Linked DNA regions of Mus musculus: region 2 is linked to region 1. A link is a contact called in public HiChIP or PLAC-seq data. All regions are on one chromosome and are shown on one strand. Each heading gives the region's core, a stretch centred on a gene start, on an enhancer-like site or on the middle of the called end of the contact. The rest is flanking DNA. Distances are from core to core; before and after follow the strand shown.

What was found. HiChIP or PLAC-seq counts read pairs in DNA pulled down with a chosen protein or histone mark.
Region 2: a FOXA1 HiChIP or PLAC-seq map of pancreatic cancer cells shows a contact between it and region 1. The contact joins two enhancer-like sites. A contact is called at or near these places in 2 of 484 Hi-C or Micro-C datasets (embryonic stem cells and nephron progenitors), 1 of 115 datasets of contacts at active chromatin or transcription factors (pancreatic cancer cells) and 1 of 9 other capture datasets (pancreatic islet).

The regions. Positions count from the first base shown.
Region 1 is chr6:115,646,123-115,653,129 of GRCm38.p6, forward strand. The region is part of intron 1 of Raf1 (v-raf-leukemia viral oncogene 1); the gene reads right to left. Among named protein-coding and RNA genes, the nearest start is that of D830050J10Rik, 26 kb to the right of the region's middle. Within about 2 kb of position 5,044, at least 92 of the 459 cell types and tissues checked have an H3K27ac peak or open chromatin away from gene starts, as enhancers often do. A contact at or near this core is called in pancreatic cancer cells, where this site is marked.
Region 2 is chr6:115,820,681-115,827,936 of GRCm38.p6, forward strand. It overlaps Efcab12 (EF-hand calcium binding domain 12), which reads right to left. Exons shown (of 9, transcript NM_001110506.1): 2 at 2,577-3,031; 3 at 1,437-1,622. Among named protein-coding and RNA genes, the nearest start is that of Efcab12, 14 kb to the right of the region's middle. Within about 2 kb of position 3,326, at least 116 of the 459 cell types and tissues checked have an H3K27ac peak or open chromatin away from gene starts, as enhancers often do. A contact at or near this core is called in pancreatic cancer cells, where this site is marked.

The DNA.
Region 1 (7,007 bases), core at 3,794-6,293:
ACAGGTATGTGAGGCCATCCTGGTCTAAATACTCAGTTCCCAGACAGCCAGGGCTACATAGTGAAACCTTGTCTTAAAAAGAAAACAGACAGCCAGGCGGTAGTGGCGCACTCGGAAGGCAGAGGCAGGTGGATTTCTGAATTCGAGGCCAGCCTGGTCTACAGAGTGAGTTCCAGGACAGCCAGGGCTATACAGAGAAACCCTGTCTCAAAAACAAAAACAAAAACAAAAAAGAAAAGAAAGAAAAGAAAACAGACAAACCCACCAGAACAGGCCAATTTTCATACCTCAGAATTTCTTATTCCCTTCACCCAAAAGGATGAAAACCCCAAAAACAATCAAATAGCCTTTTCACTATCTGTCTCAACCAAGACAGCCTTTTAAAGAGTCCTTACCTGACACTCCAGCCAAAACTGTCTATTCCCCTTCCCCCCAGCAAACAAACTTGATTAATTCTCAGTGCGACATTTATTATTTACCAAAACTGTTTATAAATGTTTGCTCTGTGAGCAGAACTCACTGGTATATTCTTAATACTTGGACCAGTACCTGCAACAAAGGCACCTAACCCAGAGCTTTGTGTAATCCTATTGAGTTTTCAGGCATTCCATTGGTGGCACACTAAAACTTTTGTTTTGTTTTGTTTTTCGAGACAGGCTTTCTTTTCTCTGTGTAGCCCTGGCTGTCCTGGAACTTACTCTGTAGACCAGGCTGGCCTCAAACTCAGAAATCCGCCTGCCTCTGCCTCCCAAGTGCTGGGATTAAAGGCATGCCCCACCACACCCGGCTGCTAAATTTTTATTCTTTTCACAGTAACTATTAGTTATTGGATGACCTTATTTATCATTGTGGTTTGATTTTACAGTGGCAGAAGTCTACTCACCAATCATGATAACTATAATTCCTATGATTATTTTGAATCAACCAAAGTTAGCTATCAACTGAAATTTTAAAAAAACTAGTCAAAATCAAGCATTAATCCCAACACAAGGAGGCAGCGGCAGGCAGATCTCTGTAAGTAAGCCAGTCTGATCTACATAGAAGTTCCAGGACAGTCAGGCTCTGTACAGAGACCCTGACTCAAAAAAGCAGAAGAAAAAAGGAAGAAGAAAAGAGGAGGAGAAGAGACAGGAGGAGGAACAGAAGCAAGAAAAGGAAAGGAAAAACTGAACAGCAGTGGTTCTAAGTCTATAACACTAAATATTAAAATGTACTAAGAAAATGCTATAAGATACAACATAAAATTATAGTCACAAGCAGGTTCCATTTAAAACAGAACTATTGGGTGGACTGAGATGGCTCAGCAGTTGGAAGTCAGGGTAAGCACTGCCCTTGGAGAGAACCCCACGCCATGAAGTACATAGTAGTCTGCTGATGTCTGCGGCAGGGATTATTACATCAATACAATTGTATATAGCTTTTCCCTTTTTCAGTCATTGCTGGAGTTTAATTCTTTGTAACTTCTGACCAAAGCAGAACCACAGACTGCACCTTCTCAAACTCAAGAACATTTTATCTTTTCCTTTTTCCAAAGAGCAGAGACAAAAGCCTAGCATTAGAAATACACCCACCCTAAAAGACGATGACGTTCAGAGTATACACGGACGCTATAGAAGTCAGCAGATGGTACAGTAGTTCAGGTTTACAGTAAAAAAAAAAAAAAAGAAAGAAAAATGATGCCATGTACTCTGAATATGTGCAGTGGGGAAAGACTGTGGTACACTGCCATGTGAGCACTCACCCCAGAAAAGTGATTAGCACAGGCTAAAGTCGAACAAAGGGGGGTGGGGGGGTGGCGCGGCTGAAACAGAAAGACAAACACCTAGGGAATAGACAAATGAGATGTTGAAAAGAGTAATCTCATATACAATTCTCACTAAAACTGGGTGAATAAAAATTTATACTGTCTTTTCTTACATTTTAAAATTAGATTTTGGATGATTTTTATGTTAAGAAAGGCCTTTCAGTTTGTTTAAATGACTAGTCAATAGGCATCTACTTTTTGTCATCCCGTTCTGGGGGGCAGGCGGTGTGCCACTGCTTCATCTCTCAGAAGTACCAAACACTTTTCAAATTTACAGAGGATAAAGACACAGACAGACAAAAGAAGCCAACACTACCGGGTGTAACTTTCTTTCTTTCCTTCTACCCACACAGCACACTTCCAGGTAGGAAAGCACTCTACCACCAAGCCACATCCCCAGTCCTGTAACATGCCTAAGAATCGCATGATTCTTTCTAGTATTTAATCATAAACTTATGTTTATATATATGCCTTTGAAAAACAGAACTGGAGAGGTGACTCAGCAAAGAAAGAGACAGACAGACAGAGAGAGAGACAGACAGACAGACAGAAAGGAAGAAAGAAAGAGACAGACCACAGCAGGCCAGGTAGTACAGGTACAAGTCTGTATATGCCCAGCACTCCCAACAGAGCAGGAAGATGTAGAGTTCAAGGCCAGCCTGATATACAAAGCAAGACTCAAAACAAACCAAAAGACCCAGGCCATCAGCTGGGCGGAGGCACACAGAGCTCTGATTATAGACCAACATGGACTGTAAAGACAGACCAGATGCTACTTCAACAGGCCCAACACTTGAGCCTAAACTAACTCAACATCTGACTGCAAAAACCGGCAGCCTCCTCCCCAGCTCAGCAACCAGACTCAAAGAACATGCTGAGCTTCCCCATCATACCACAATGTTCAGTAAAGCTCACCTGTGCTCTAAGACCACAGTCAGTTCTTAATCTTGTCCTGTTAACAAAAGAGATTAGCAGAGAACTTCCAATATAAAATAAAGGACCAGAGACCAAAGCACATGGATGGGGACCTGAACTCTATCAGATTAAGAATGCATCACACTTATTTTATAATGACAAGAAAACAAGACTTCAGAAGTTTTCGCCAAAGGATCAGGAATCAGAATGGCTTCAAGTCTCAACATTGGAAGAAATGTCAGTACAATATGAAAGAAAACTCTAAGGAAGGGTAAAAGAGAGAGCTTTTTAACATTCATGATTCATGAGCTTGGCTGTCCATGTCGCTTTCTGAAGGGCCTCATTATTCACATAAGTCAAGAGAGAAAAGAACTTAAGACACAGGAAGCAATGGGACACTGAATATAGGAAAGAAGCAAAGGAAATTGCCAGCAGGCCAGAAGAGGCATACATGTGCCAGACATAGGAACCCCTAATGACCTGAGTCTAGAAACATCAAACTCCCACTAGCAATGTTTACATACACAAATGTTTTTCTTTTCTTTTCTTCTAAGGAAAAGAAGAAACAGCAGATAACCCACAATTAAGTTCCCATGCACCTATGGTCCTGCTGACAGGACACAGCACAGCACAGCTCACCTCAAAGGAATGAGAGAGAATTTATTCTAAGCCAAAAATGAGTGGCAGCAGCCTAGGAACGAGGACTTATGTGGCCTCAAATGACAAGCCTCATCATAGAAGTGGCTACAAGGGAAAGAAGTCATATGTCAACGTACTAACTGAGTTCACCAGCAGGAACAGAGCAAGAGGATGCAAGGGGAGCGGGGCGTTCTACTCCAGGCTCCAGATCCACCCAAGCCACAGTGAGACTGGGGATGGGTGGAACCTAAAGGTCTGTTCAGAGGACAGTTCAGAGGTTTTGCTTGATATCCAAGTGTTTGACCAAATAGATGCTTGGACAATGAATGACTATTAAGAGGACTAAAGGTAGCCCAAGATAATTCACTCAGAACATTCTAACTCTCCACAATTAAAGAAGTTCTAATTCAGTCTTCTAGAAACCTTCTACACAGATATGCTTTTTGTTTTACTTTTGTTTTCTGGGAACTTAGCCCCGTAAGCTTATTATCTTCCCCATGGAGGAAGCAGTAAGGCTTGTGCTGGGTTCTGAGAACTTCCTGGTGGCTGAACATGACTGACATAATCCAACAGGGCAGCACTTCACAAAACACAGGACACATCCCTCCTGGATGACTTTAAGGAATATGGGGCAAGGCACTGACTACAACCAATGACCCTAACAGGGGTTTGAGGGGGAGAAAGCCTCAGCTGGTGCTAGAAGGGCTTTGTTTGCATTTCTCTAATACTTCCTAATTTCTATCTAGCTCAAAGCCCTGGAGAAACCAGATAGTTAACTAAAGTAACACTGCTGACTTCCTTTTACCAAAATAGTATAGAAAGTATAATATTATATGCAACTCTCCTAGGAGCTCTGCTTAATCTCCACATTCTTACAAGTTCTTATATAACACTGCTGTTCCTTGATTTGAGGTAAAATAATAAATATAAATAGTGAACCAGAGCCAACGAAGTGGCTCTCTTGGGTAAAAGCACTTGTCATTCAAGCCTGAGTTCAATATCCAGAAGCCATAGTGCAAAGTGACACATGACTCTTATTAAGTTGTCCTCTGTTCTCCACATTTGAACCATAGCAAGCACATATGCAGTCACATGCCATAAACACACAATAATCATAAATAAATAAAAATGTAAAAGGTAGGGAGGGCCAGAGAGATGCTGGGCGTGTAGACGGCTTGACATCAACCCTGTCCTGAGTTTGATCACCTCTACTCACACGGTGGACGATAAGAACCAGCATCAAGCTGCCCTCTGATCTCCACATGTGCCCCATGGCACAAACACACACTCACACTCATGCATGCACAAAATGAAGGAATACATGTTGGGTGCAATGCAGTACATTTTAAGTACAGCAGCTCACTGCTCTTCTGTTAGGTGAGAAAGGCAAAGGCCTTTAGTGGAACACTATGCTAGCAGAAAAGATGTCCTTTACATAATATGACCTTGTACTTAACAGTTCCTAGAGCCCAGGGAGGCTAAAAGATGGCACTGGAGCCCCTGGAACTGGAGTTACTGATAATTGAGTTGTGAGCTGCCACAAGAGGACTGGGACCACACCCCAGTCCTTTGCAAGACCAGCCAGTACACTTAACCTCTCAACCTCTGAGCCAGAACTCCAGCCCCACCCCAGGCTTTTAAACAAACCTAATCACCATAAAATTCTAGACCTGACCTAAAGTCTGTCAGTTCACTTCCACTCTCCTGTACCTCCAGCAGTCTCTTGCTAAACAAAGCCTGTCCTCTGTCATCTCTCCTGCCTCAAAGCAAACATCAAGGGTCATTTCAAAAGCTGCGTGGCTTCCCCTGCCCACCCTGTTTTCCTAGACAGGGGACCTCATTGTAGCCCAGCCTAGCCTCTCTAGCCTCCACCTCCTAAGTTCAGGGATCACACAAGTGTACCAGCACAGCTGACTGTTCACAAGCAGTCTACAGAGTTCTCTTTCAGCAAAGTGAGATGCACAACCTACACTTCCCTTTAAAGGAACACTTATGTTCATTTAACAGCCATCTCCCTCACACTCTAGCCCCAACCTTGAAAAATTACAGCAGAATCAAAGCTGGAACTTGATCTTAAATGGAGACACTGGGCATGGGGTTCTTAAAACTGAAAACAGAAAAAAAAATTTTTTAATTAAATTAAATTAAAAAAACTGAAAACAGACAAACTCATGAGCATGTTGGGCCATGCGTATCAATACACAGGTCACTGTTAAAGGGGCAATAATCTCCACATTCATCTAGGGGTTTCAATCAATCCCTATTTATGGTTTCAATCCTGTGATAAAATATCATGACCAAAAAAAACTTGGGGAGAAAAGGGTTTATTTCATTTTACAGCTGTATTCCATCATCCAGAGAAGTCAAGGTAGGAACTTGAGACAGAAACCTGAGGCAGGAACAAAAAAAGCTGAGGCCATAAAAAGAGTGCTATTTGCTGGCTTGCTCCTCCTGGCTTGCTTTCTTATACTCCCAGGACCACCCACAGTGGACTGGGCTCCCCCATAATCAGTTACTGATTAAGAAAATGACCCACAGGTAGACCAATGTTATGGAAGCATTTTTCAACTGTGGCCCCCTCTTCTCAAATTATTCTAGCTTGTGTCAAGGTGACAAAAAATTTTTTTAATTTTTTTTAAAAATCAAACATTTTTGTAGAAGATGACAAGCTGATCCTAAAACTCATATGGAAACACAAATGACACAGAGAAGCCAAAACAGTCTCAACTTTTGGTTCGGGTTTTTTGTCATTGTTGTTTTGACTCAGGATCTAGACTATAGACTAGACTGGAATTTTTAGATTAACACAAGCTAACCTTGAACCACCTGTAACTCCAGAGGAACCCAGAATCCTCTTCTGGCCTGAGAGCATTTGTATTCATGTGGTACACAGAAACACACACACATACTCATAGAATAATAAATCTTTAAAAGTGGTTAACTTTTAAAAAGTTATTTTATTTATCTTTAATTTATATGTGTATATATATATATATCCTTATTATATATATAATTAAAGATAAATATCACATATGTGATATATATAAATATATATATGGGTGATATAGATATAGATATATGTATTGGTGTTTTGTCTGAATGTATGTCTGTGCATCATGTACATGCCTGGTGCCTATAGAGGCCAGAAGAGGACATCAAATCTCCTGGAACTGGAGTTACAGGTGGCTATATGTCAGCCAGTGTGAGTACTGGGAACCAAACCCAGGTCCTCTAGAAGAGCAGCCAACGTTCTTAATTGCTGAGCCCTCTCTACAGCCATAACCTCTTTTTTTAAGACAAGGTCTCGCTATGTAACCCTGGCTGGCCTGTAACTTGCAATGTAGGAGACCAGGCGGGCTGCCTGCCTCCACCTGCCAAGTGCTGGGTGGGAGTAAGGATATGCACCAGTATACCCAGGAAACTTTATTGTACATATATTTTGCCATTTCTTTAGTTACAGTTAACTGAATTTATTATGTCATTTAAAAAAAAAGCATGCTGATCATTAAAAGTGGAACATTACTAAAATTACTAAATCTGAAGTTCCTAGGACAGCTACCTAACCCTCAGTATCTTTCTTAGTGGTTTCTTCCTTGTGACAGCAAGAATGGGTAACACTGCATCAAGTCCTACTCCCAGCATGAAGTCT
Region 2 (7,256 bases), core at 2,076-4,575, 170 kb after region 1:
TCTCACTGGCAAATCATCCCTTCACTGGCATTAAAGGCTACTTCTCCTTTGGGATTTCAACATATACTGAAGACCAGCTGAGACATCTAGACCGAACAACTACTGGATTGTTGGACCTTCCATCTGGATACAACCACTGTTGGACTAGTTGGACCATAACCTGTAAGCTGCCCTAATAAATACTGAACATACATACATACATACATACATACACACACACACACACACACACACATACATACATACATACAATACATACATACTTTTTAAATCAGTTCTGTTTCTCTAGAGAACGCTGACTAATACAAAGGACAATAGACATCTTTGGAGGTATGCTGTACTTACCCAGAAACAGTGAATGTTCATAAAGAAAAGTGTGAAAGGAAACAAACATTGAATGTTCATAAAGACAAGTTTGAAAGGAAACGTGATTATGAATATAGTCGTCTCTCCATTCTCTTTAGACAACAGTCACTGCTTACTTAGCTGTCCTTGGATCAGCTCGGAACTGCCCTGGTGCGAAAGAACTTCATAGTTAAGCATTTTAAAAAAGATTTATTTTTATTTTATGTGTATGAGTGTCTTGACTGTATGTCTGTAAGTGAACCACAAACATGCCTAGTATCCACAGAGTTTCAAAGAAGGTGACAGCTACCATGGAACTGGCGTACAGGGGATTGTGCGCTGTCATTGGGTGCTGTGAACTTCGGTCCTTTGCAAGAACAGTAAGTGCTCTTAACTGCTAAGCCACCTCTCCTGGCCCAGGATTTAATATTTAAACTTTTGTTTTGTTTGTTTTATTAGTTGAAGACATTAACTTTTAAAAAAGGTTTTGAGGGTTGGGGACTTAGCTCAGTGGTAGAGCAGTTGCCTAGCAAGCACAAGGCCCTGGGTTCAGTCCTCAGCTCTGAAAAAAAAATGTTTTGGATGTTCACATAATTGTATTTCATAAAAATGTTTGGAAATTGATTAGTTGAAAGTATAAGTCTGGATATATATAGTTCAGTAGTAAAGAGCTTGCTGGTGTATGAAGCCCCTGCTGGAGAGACAGCTATGGGCGAGAGGGCTGGGACAGCAGTTAAGAATGTATGCAGCTTATCTTGGGTGTGTATATGAATGTTCTGCCCTCATGTGTATCTATGCAGCATGTGCGTGCAGGGCACTTGGAAGCCAGAATAGGACGTTAGATCCTTTGCGGATGGAGTTAGAGGTGATTGGTAGTGGCCGTGTGGGTCCTCTGTGAGAGCAGCCAGGCTCATAACCCCTGAGCCATCTCTCCAGGTCAGCCTGGTTGTTTTAAGGCTGTGAACTGACAGTGGGTTGTGCCATGTTTCCTAGTGTGGTTCTGCAAATAGGAGGCTGCCCCTCAGGAGTGCAGAGCCTGGGGAAGGGAGGGAGGACCATACACCAAGCCCCGTTGGGAAGCTCATACTTACCGCCTTCAGAGCCATGAGAAATTCCTCCCTGGAGATGCGCTGGTTCTCGCCCCGCTCCCCCTTGCTAAATATCTCTAGGATCTTGATCTTTCGACTACGAAGGTAGGCGTACATGTCAGACAGGACAGGGGGCTTAGGCAGCCGCAGCTGTGGTGCAATTAGGCGGACATGTCTGAGAGCTCTGTCCTAGAAGAGGCAAGAGTGGGGCAGATGAGGAGGACTGCTTAGATGTGCATATCCCTACCCCTCTTGTTAAAGTTCAATCTCACTTTGAAGCCCAAAGATGGTCTGGAGGTCAGGATCCACTGCATATATTTGCCCTGTTCTCAATGTGGCCATACTGAATAAATCTCATTTTTACCCCCTGTTCTTACTAGGGTACTTTCATTGGCTTATTGAGGATGGGGGGCTGACCTTCAATTCTTAGTGTACAAACCATGGTTCCAAGTTAGGCAATGACATCACAGGTGGCCTTCCTCCTCTCCCTAACCCGATAGCCTTGATCTTCAAATCAGCCCACAAGCACTGGTTTATCACCTGCCCACGCCAGCAGACAGGTGTCCATCATCAAGACAGACTGCTAGTGTGCCCCAGCCGGGGTGCTTTGAAATCACATCCACGTGGTCCTTGACTTTCCCCCTGCCAAGATGGACTCTTTCTATTCCCATGGTGCGGCCAGTACTCAGCGGCTCATCCTGTTACGACGCAGTAACAAGACCAGAGCCGAGGGTGTAACCAGCACTGGCTCCCCTCCTCTCCATACTGGAAGGCTTCCTTTGTGGGCAGCAAGCCTTCTTATTGTAGGCACTGAAGCCATTTGAACAAGCTTGGGAGGCAGAGGCTGTCCTCTGTATTGCACTGCAGTCTCTTAATATGGATGGAGACAAAGCCTTTTAGTTAGATTCCAGAATCACAGACACAGCTGTATAGAATGATAGTCATTTGATTCTTTTCTTTTTAAAGTCACTCTGGAGTATTTGTTATGCAGCAATAGATCACTCATACACTTTCCTTTGGGGACTCGGTTTTGCTCCTCTGTAAAATGGGGGTAAACCACTTTGTCATGTCTAATCCAAGGAAACAAAATGACAACAACTACCCTGACGCCTTCAGCACCTTCTGGCCATTAGGACTTCTCACCTTGGCTCTCCTGATTGAAATCAAGGTATGTTTTGGGGTTTTCTGCTCCTGGCGAATCATGGACAGAACCCTGAACTCTGATGATGTGATGTTGGGCTTATTGTCCAGCCATGTCTTGACATCACCGAATGTCTCCAGCTGCCTCCGAAGCTTTGCCCTCTGATTCAGCCAGACCTTCTTGTCCACTGGTAGCTCCTGGGTGTCGCTAGTATCCAGAACTCTGAAGCTAGGCATGAGTGGGAGGGGAGCTTCAGGCGGAACTGTGGGCCGGGCTGGCACTTGGTCCTTTGTGCCAGGCACAATGATGATCCTCCGGCGGCTCTTTGGCAGGCGGAAGTCTTTCTGCTTCAACTGCCTGAAGCAATGGGCAGTGACTAGCTCAGGTTTGAAGACAGGAACCTTGCTGGTGGTTTCATCGAGGTCATCTTCTATGGAGGTGAAAGAGTGGTGGGACCCTTGGGAGAAGAAGGTTACAGGGTGACTTCCTTTTTGGAAGAGCACTAAGAAGAAATGAGGGAAGGGGCTGTTGTAGGAACTAGTTGTGTATCAGGGTGCCTGGTCCCTGGCCTGGCTGCATCACTGCATCACAATGGTAAGGAAAACGGTGTTAGCTAACATCACCTGCACACACCAACAGAAGACATGAAGCCAAGGGCTTTTCTACAGTCTGATTCCTATTACACTCTGCATGTGCTCCAAAGAATCTACCTCATTCTGTCTGACCATCCTAGGTATCACAGCACCCTCTGGTGGGGGCAAAGGCTCTGAGCCAGAGAGCTTGGGTCTAAGTGCTGGTCTGCTGTTGTAGGAAGTATTCAATCTCCAGCAGGGGCTTCTACCCTGTCTTTGATTATCCTGTTCCCAGATAAAAGAAACACAAGCTTTATATTTATAATGCCTCAATCATCACTAGAACCGGGTAGATATCCCCTCAATGCTATTAGAATCTATGTTCCCTTCAGTAAACCAAGTCATAATTTGCCATGTTCCATCTGGGTAGCTCTTAACTCCAATTGGCTAGCCCTCATGTGTAGTCTCCCCTCCCCCAGCCTGAAACCTGCTTGCTCGGGGTGGAGCTTCCTGCTCATTCGTTCTGCCACGCCCACTGCTGGAACCTGAGGAGCCACACACGTGCACCTTTCTACTGGACCCGAGATTATTCGGCGGGAATCGGGTCCCCTCCCCCTTCCTTCATAACTAGTGTCGCAACAATAAAATTTGAGCCTTGATCAGAGTAACTGTCTTGGCTACATTCTTTTCTCTCGCCACCTAGCCCCTCTTCTCTTCCAGGTTTCCAAAATGCCTTTCCAGGCTAGAACCCAGGTTGTGGTCTGCTGGCCGGACACAACAATTGGCGAACCAACGCGGGACTGAGAAACGGCAAAGGATTTTTGGAAGAGACGCTGCTGGTTCGGAGCTCCATAAAATAAAGGATAAGGGAAATTCATACCGGAGAAGGTATGGGCTAAGCTGAGACAGCGTTAAACCCGAGCGCTGGTTCACTTAGGTTCAGCAGTGAGGAGCTGGGTAATAGGCGGTAGGCCGTAGCTCTCCGAAGCTACATGAGGTGTGAGAAAAGAAAGGGTTTATTAAAAGGAATAGGCGGATTGCCCCAGTTAATAAAAAATGCATCATAAGGGAGGAAAGTGTCCCCAAAAGCAGAGAGAAATTTCTCTCTGGGCCTTATAGCAAGAGTACTCTGTTCCCTTTTGTGTCTTGTCTAATGTCCGGTGCACCAATCTGTTCTCGTGTTCAATTCATGTATGTTCGTGTCCAGTCTGTATGAATGAATGTTCTATGTTTTGTGTTGGATAATAAAGATGGTATAAAAAACTTTATCTGCAAAGCCGAGAGCCACGTGTTTCAGCCAGGAATCAGACACGTGGCGAGAGGGCCCCTGCTGGAAAAACTGTTCGTTTTAGGAAATAAGGGCGAGTGCACAGCCTCTAAGTTTCAGAGTAAAAAAGCTAGTAAATGGTTCATGATTAATGTGTTTGACAATGGTAAAGTGTTTTTTATTTTTATGGTTGTAGCTACAAAAATTATTATTCTCTGATTGGTCTAAATGTAACTGCTTCATTTGGTTCTTTTTTATTGATAATGTGCTCTGAGTGTTTTCACAATCAGCTCATAAGTTGTTGGTTAAGATTAATAATTGTTACATTGCTACAGATGGTTAGTGTTAAATTTAATAACTCAAGTTTAGAGTCCTTCCGACACATGGCATAAGGCAGCCCAAGAGGCTGGGTCTCTAAAGATATTTCTAGTTTAGGTAATAATTAATGTGGTTCGTATCCTAAATAGTAAAATTTAAAATAAGATTTAAAGCAATGTCTCTTTATTAAAGCATTAAAGCTTGCTTTAATAGGTATTCATAGGTATTAATTGACATCCAAACTTCGTAATATGATAGTAATGCTTCTAATATTGATTTTAAAGATAATAAATTGTTTTAAACTTGGGTTTTGCTTTCCCAAGGTTACAGGTATTATCCTAACCTTGCACAAAAAACTTAAAAATTATGGTTAAAACTGCTATTGTTCCATTGACTGCAGCTTGCAGTTTGACTTCAAATTTAAGATCTTTAATTCACCTGTATACTGTAATTAAGATAATTACAAGAGTAATCATCTTATGAGAGCGCTCATACAGCTCACTTCGTACAAAACTGTGACAGAGTTATCTAGTTATGTTTGTCTTTGTAAATAGATTAGACAAACAGTTTGGTTATAGTTGCTGCCTGGCAGGAAACTGCAGTACGGGCAATTTTTTCACAACACTAAAGTTGTGAAGAACGTTTTAACTGTAAGTCATCTTAAGAAAGAGTATCAAAATTTGGAGGCGTAGACAGTTATATTGTTTCTCTAGAATCGGTCCTTATTACAAGAGGGCCAGGATGCTCAGATTAAAAAGTATTTTACGTTTGAGTCAATGCAGGGCTCTGGGCAGCCCCAGAGCAGCTTGTGGCCTTTCTTTTGTTTTGCAAACAGTGCCTGAGAAAGATTTTTCCCGGTGTTCAAGAGAAATTCTTTTTAACAGTGTTGCAGATCTATTCAGATGTTTAAAATAATGCTTAAATTCAAAGAGTTTTGCTTCTAGTGAACTGTAATCACTAGAAAATTTTGCCTCTAGGTATGGCTAATGTAACTTTACATTATGTAAGAAAAAATTGTTATTGTTTCTGCTTCTATACAAGAAGCCAAGATTTTTAATCTTTCAGTGTATATTGTTTCCTAAGTGAAAAGTATTTTATTAACTAATGCTTCTTGAAGTTTACCTTAAATCCTTGCTCTCACCCAAAAGATTCAGAGACAATATCCTTTTATTACTTAGGGTTTTAGTTTACTACAAAAGTTTCTACAAAAAATAAAGCTTTTATAATTGTTATTAATTGGTAATTAAAAATTGGTTGTGCCCAAAACAATTCTTTGGCCAAAAAGAAAACATTATTGTAAAGTCATTTTTCTCATCCTCCCAGCCGATCGTTGGCCCACGTGGGCCCAACTAGCTTCTGTGGGGCGGAGTCTTAAGACACAGTTTCCCCTGTTCCAGCACAGATGATCTAGTTGTGTGCTGTAGATGGTGTTTTAAAATGCTGAACAATCAAACCTTAATTTGTATATTAATAGTCAATGCCATATCTCTGAGCTCGCAATTGCTTAAATTGTTCATCCCTCAGATACTATTAATTCTCAAATTTACAATTGCTTATGCATATTTCTAGTTAATAAATAAATTATGCACATGTAACTCTTAATAACTTTACAAGCCTTCTAGTTACAACTGCTCCTTAAAAAAATTGATTAAAAGTGCAATTAGTCACTGCCCCTTTACAGCCAAGTATTTAAAATGTTTTGTCAACTAGTTATTAATTCAAAGGTTTAGGTATTGTAAAATTTTAAAACTTTAACTTCTTAAAAGACAAAAAAGAGAGAAATTGTATCTCCGTGCATACTATTTAGTGCATTCCCATGCACACTATTTAAGTCTTACCTTTATTTTCAAAATCTAATATTTTAATGTCAAAGAGTTTAATAAATGCTTTATAGTATCTTAAAGGGATCTACTTATTGGCTTATAGATTGATCCTAAAACAGCTACCTTATTAGAAAAGGGAAAAACAGGTTTTCTCCACAAAACGCTTCAAAAACATATTAATTCGTGTGACGAGCTGGTAGGTAAGTTGACTCATGTCCTGATTGTATTGACTAAAAAACTAAATTAAATTCATGTTTTAGATCCATCCTTACTTGTCATTTTTCCAGTTTAGACTAGCTTCTAGCCTTTTAACTTTATGGCAATAGTACATCAGAGACTGTATATTCAGACTTAGTAAAATTAGTCATTTAATAGAGTCATAATGATTTTTCTCCTTTCTTCAGTGTGACCAGCCATTCTAACTCAATCTCAGACTGGTCTAATATTCAGTCCAATGTTAGAGATTCCTATATTCTAAATTACCTAGCAAAGTTAATTCAGAGCACATCCCCCACTTCCCCTAGATCCATAACCTCAGAAGGATTGCTGGCCTTACAGCTAGTAGAAAAAGCTATTAAAGAGCAATTGTTCACTTAATACATTAGTAAAATGGAAGGACCCCCTGACTAATGAATAGAAGGGTCCAGATCCAGTTCTAATTTGGGGTAGGGACTCAGTTTGTGTTTTTTCACGAGATGAAGA